2 separate regions of the Sus scrofa genome follow, and region 2 is linked to region 1. Evidence: chromatin contacts called from public Hi-C data. All regions are on one chromosome and are shown on one strand. The core of a region is the stretch at or near the end of the contact, and the rest is flanking DNA. Distances in the headings are between cores, read along the strand shown.

Region 1 (2,751 bases), core at 125-2,624:
TTTGGAGCATGCAGATATAAAAATGACTCAGTAGGGTGTGATCTTATGTCTATGCCTTGCAAGTTGAGAATCATAACAAGGCCTATGATAATTAAATACTGGTAGAGCTCCAGAGGCATAAAAAAGTGAGTTATGGAAAGAGTAGATCACAGGGATAACAAAGAAGGGGCGGGCCTGACTAGTATATACCAGCCTTCTTTCCTTTGGAGGTCTGCAGTGGCCTCGCAGTGCATTTCAGCACAGAACTCCAGGCAGCTAGACCATGGTTAGCCCTAGAGAGGAAAGCTATTTGGCATCCTGGACTGTGGAGTGGGAGAGACTTAGTTCCCAAACCTAGAAGAGCTACTCATTGGCTGAGTGGCCCCAAGAAAGTTACTTAACCTTGGAACTCCTCAGTCAGGTTATTATTCAATAGAGATAATGAAAGTACCTTCTTTCCAGAGTTGTTGTGAGGGATAAAATAAGATACATGCAGCAAAGGATCTGAATCAACATTAATTATCCTTGAAAAGAAAGCAGAGACAATCTCTATTTAACTTTTTTTGCAATTAAAAAATCATCCAGAAAATAAAAAATAATAAAGAAGACTCCAATATCTCTCCAAATATACATTTTTTTAAATTTATGGGCTTAATCAGAATAATTATGAGTTGTGGCGCTCCTGTCATGGCTCAGAGGTTAATGAATACGACTAGCATCCATGAGGATGCGGGTTGGATCCCTTGCCTTGCTCAGTGGCTTAAGGATCCAGCGTTGCCATGAGCTGTCGTGTAGGTCACAGATGTGGCTTGGATCCAGTGTTGCTGTGGCTGTGGTGTAGGCCAGCAGCTACAGCTCCAATCAGGCCCCTAGTCTGGGAACTCCATATGCTGAGGGTGTGGCCCTAAAAAAAACAAGACAAAAAAAAAAAAAAAAAAAAAAAAGGAATAATTCTGAGTTTTCAGAGTTTTTTTTTTTTTTTTTTTTCTTTTTAAATGTGTGATATCATCAGTTCATGGGATCTAGTGTCAGCCAGACTTAGGTTTGAGTTACATTTCTGTGGTCATTTACGTGGTAAGAGTGAATTGCTTAACTTTGCTAAACTTCAATTTCCTTGTCTATAAAACAGGGATAACATTACCTATATCATGAAATTATTATGAGAGTAAAAAAAGGCAAAGCATATATGCCATAAACCATTTGGTAAATATTCATTGTAAACATTCCTGCAAGGCAGGTCCCTAAGGGGCACCTGTGTACATTCCAGTGAAAGGAGACATCTGGCCATGACACTGCACTTTGAGCTTGTCCTGTTTTGCGTGGCCATTGTGCTAGCTCCTGTTTACCAAAGGCTGATGAAGTTACTCAGTTCTTGTCCTTGACTACTTCCTGGCCCTTGTGCAATATCTCCTGATTTGAGGTTGGGTTCCTGCATATCATGTAACTGGCCACAGCAGAAGTAGTTATGCTTTAACTTCCTTTAGTACTCAATGTTATGAACTATCAAGTGGAAAGAGACTGAAGGGACTAGAGGTCAGGGTTAGAGAATATCAGGTATCCTGTTCTGCCTGATCTTTTGTATTTGATTCAGTAATTACTGATTACCTACCATATAGCAGACTCTAAGGATATAAACAGGACATGTCTCCTACCTCAGGGAGCTTAGAGCTTGGTGATGCTGTGAGAATAAGTTTTCACTTTTATGAACAGTTACACAAAAATTAAGCTAGATATAACAATTCCTTCAAAAAAAAGTGTATTAAGTGTTCATATGTCAACTTCAAGGAGAATAAAAGTATGTTTACTCAAAAGATCCATTGAACTTAAAGAAAATAAATATTTCTTTAAACAGAATTAAAAGGTACCAAGACAGGAGTTCCCTCGTGGTACAGCAGATTGAGGATCCAGCATTGTCCCTGTACGAGCTTGGGTTACTGCTGTGACACAGGTGCAGTCCCTGGCCTACAAACTTCCACATGCTGTGGGTGTGGCCAAAAAAAATCTACCAAGACATATGCACACTTTAATATATGTGTATAATTTTTATTAAATATATATGAAAGTTGAAAATAAAAATTTTTGTCACATACATGTGTACATGCCATAACTATAAAGCTCAGTGACTTTTCACAAACTGGACACTTATGTAAATATTATAGAGATTAAGAAACAAGACCTTACTGGCACTCTAGAATCTGTCCATCAGGCGCTTTCTGGTCTCCACCCCCACGGTAACCAATATCTTGTATTCTAATAAGATAAAATATATTTTTATATCTTTATAATTTATATAAGTAGAATCACATATTGTGGTGTGCAGATCTTAAAAACATTTTCCTGTCAAATTTCAATTCATTATTTGATGGTTCTTTGTTAATCTAAACCAGCCAAGTATGATCCACATGAGGCATATACTTGGAATAAAGTATTCTCAGGCTTGTGTAAAAATCGCCAACTCTTTCTACAAAGGATGATTCATTTGTACCTGAATGTCCTGATCTTGGAGGTTATACTTCAGAATGTGAACTCATTCATTAGAGAATGCTTTATTTGATTGAAGGCCAGGTACTCGCTTCCCAGCAACACAGCTTAAGTAAATGCCCAACTCAGACAGTCAACATTACTGTCTCAAAAATCTTTCATTCTGACATATTATCACACATTTGTCATTAGGGAACTGCATATTCACATATGTCCATAAATATTTGGTCTTTGTAGACCCAGGTTGACCTGCTTGAGAATCAGAAGGGGAAAAAAAATCTTATCTCTGTC
Region 2 (2,751 bases), core at 170-2,669, 680 kb before region 1:
GTAGCGCTTGAGCTCGGTGGTGATACGCTGCGCCACCTCTTTGGTATTGATCTCTTCCATTTGCCCTGAATTACTTCCATTGCTGACCTGCGCACCGGTTACCGAAGGGTTGGGCTCCCGGGCGGTGCCCAAGAGTTGCCCGTGGCCCTGGGCGTTCAGGTGGGCGTGGGGGTGGTGTGGAGGAAGGCCGTTGATGGGAACCATGCCGGCCGAGGTGGGCGTGAGGTGCTGCTCCCCGTGACGGCCGAGCATGGCCGGGTGGTGGGCTTCGAAGCCGTTGGGGGTGAGCATCTTGTCGGTGGGCATGGCGGCGCCTGGGTGGGCATAGTGCGGGAGCCCTTGCTGGGAGTTGTGGATGCCACCCAGACCAGACCCAGAGAGGGGCGAGAGGCTCTGACCCATGCCGGCCACGTCCTTGTGGTAGGGGGTATAGAGGTTATTCATGGAGGCCAGCCCGCGCTCGTCCCGCATGAGCGTGAAGCTACCGCTCACGTTGCCTGCCAGGCGCTGGTGGTGGTGCGGGTGGTGGTGATGATGGTGATGGTGGTGATGGTGGGGGAACTTGTCCGAGACGGTGGAGATGGGCGGCAGCGGCTGCAGAGGGGTTAAGGTGGTGTAGGTGGTGGGCATGCTCATACCTGGGGGAGTCTCGCAGGCCATGGTCATGGTGGGGTGCAGGGGGCCGGCCAGGCTGTGCTCGGGGGCCCGATGGTGGTGGTGGTAATCGCCGCTGCCGCCGCCGCCGTCCAGCAAGGACGCCATGCCCATGGAGCGTGGGTGCGCGGGGGGCAGGTGGCTGCCACGGTGCGCCACAGAGCTTCGCGCGTGGGGGCTACCGCCCAGCAAGTCGGCTGGGGCAGGCACCGGCTCATGGCTCACCCCGTGCAGCTCCCCGATCGCCTCCATGGTCAGCTGCGCGTTCATCGTGATCCCGGCGAGCGGGCTGCGGACACAACATCGATGAGGCCGGGCAGAGGCGGCGAAGGGGCACGCAGTCCGGTCTTCACATCGGCTGCTAGCGACTGTTGCCTTCCTTCTTTCCTCTCACTGTGGGGCTGTTTCCCTCTCAGTGAGTCTCGCCGTCCCTCTTGCCCCCACCTTCCCCTCTGCGTCCTCCGCGGTTTTTTTTATTTTTTTAAAAAAATATTAATTTCCAAAAAGGATCCGCGCAGTTGGGCGAGCTCAGTGCCCCCAGCCCACCCGCCCCGGCCCCCTCTCACCCCTCTCCTTCTTAGAATTGTGAAGCCCCCGGCTCCCCTGACGCAGCCCGCGCGCCTTCCGCGGCTGCTGCCTGCCCGCACCGCTGGCCAGCTCCAGCCATGGCTCGGTTACTGTTGCAGACTCTGTGGCCGCTGTTCCGCCGCCGCCGCCGCCGCCGCCGCCACAGCCGCCGCGGCCCGCCCTCCCGCCAGCTGGGCGCAGCGCGCAGGCGCACGGATCGGCCCCGCCCCCTCAGTCCCAGAGCCAACAACCGGTGACGTCCCCTAACAAATGAAGTTGGGCGGGGGGGGGGCCTTACCAGAGGTGCCCAGCCGGGGGCGGAGGGAGCGACGCGCACGTGCGAGTGCCTAACGTAGAGCGCGACCTGGGACTGCCACCGCAACCCCGGGAAACTTGGATTACTCTAGGATCCCTCGCCTGTGTGGGCTCTCCTCCCAGCCCCCGCCCGCACTTGCTGGGCTAGCATCCCTGGTGGCGCACTATGCCTAGAGAGCCATCGCCCCTCTTACCAGTCGCTGTCTCCCGGTTGGGGTTGCCTGGGGAGCCTCAGCTTGTGTCATCACTCTTTGCACCCTGGCCTATTTCATGGGAGGGCTTCTAGGAGTCCACGCTCTCCCCATCTTCAGATGTTTGGCCTTTTGCGGGGGGAGGGGAGCAAATATCTCAAAGGCCTTGGTCAATCTTGCCACTGTTGACCGGACAACCTCTGTCATCCATCCCTAGTAATTCTCTGCCTACCCTTCCAAGCTCCGCGAAGAGGAGCACTTAGTGCCAAGAGACCCGGCACCGGCCATACCTCGCAGTCCTCCACCGCCTGGATCCTTCCCGGGCTTAGCTGATAATTAAAGTGGCGCGCCGCTTCGTGCATGAGTGTGTGTGTGTGTGTGCGTGTGCGTGTGTGTTTTATGAGTGCCCTGGTGGGTTCCCATATTAACTCGTGGTATCTGATGGTGCTGCCGAGACTCGAGCTGTTCCTACGGTTTCTTCATGGCCCTACTGCTAAAGCACCCAGAGGCCGCTGCTTGTGGGAAGAACTGACGCCGGCAGGGTGGACTAGGCGCGCCGGTCTCTGCTTGGCCCGTAGGGACGCCCTCTTCCCGGCGTCCCTGTGAGAAGCCTCCAGATTTGAAAATCAATTCAGCTTTGGGCGTAATTGTTCGCTTCCCACAATCAAGCACCAATCCGGAATCGAACCTGGTCCTTAGGCCTGTTGGGTACGCGTGGGGAGGCCCCCAGCGTGGGACGTACACCCGGTGGCCACATGCCGCCGGCTTTCTTTCATTTACAAAAGAAAGAGAAAAAAAAATCCGTAACAAAAGGCAGAGCGTGTCCGCTTAGGTGCTTTCATCCCTCAGAGAAAGGACAGATGTGCTCATTGTCCGGCCCTTGGCAGTTACAACCGGGTCAGCGCCAAGCCTCAGCCCCAGGCGAGCGGTGGTCACAATGGGGGACAGCTTCTCAGAGCCTGGGTATCTGGGCTCAGATATGGAGCAAAGTATGTGTGGCCTACACTGCACCAAACTCAGAGCT

Evidence for each region. A called contact is a pair of places that touch in the nucleus more often than the background predicts.
Region 2: a Hi-C map of liver shows a contact between it and region 1, with 6 times the contacts expected there. The contact joins the promoter of ONECUT1 here to the enhancer-like site in region 1. A contact is called at or near these places in 2 of 5 promoter capture datasets (both in liver) and 5 of 47 Hi-C or Micro-C datasets (fetal liver and liver).

What each region holds. Positions count from the first base shown.
Region 1 is chr1:118,228,719-118,231,469 of Sscrofa11.1, reverse strand. No RefSeq gene overlaps it. Among named protein-coding and RNA genes, the nearest start is that of WDR72, 280 kb to the right of the region's middle. Within about 2 kb of position 1,374, at least 5 of the 83 cell types and tissues checked have an H3K27ac peak or open chromatin away from gene starts, as enhancers often do. A contact at or near this core is called in fetal liver and liver, where this site is marked.
Region 2 is chr1:118,912,068-118,914,818 of Sscrofa11.1, reverse strand. It overlaps ONECUT1 (hepatocyte nuclear factor 6), which reads right to left and starts at 1,419. Exons shown (of 2, transcript XM_001928991.5): 1 at 1-1,419. The coding sequence starts at 924.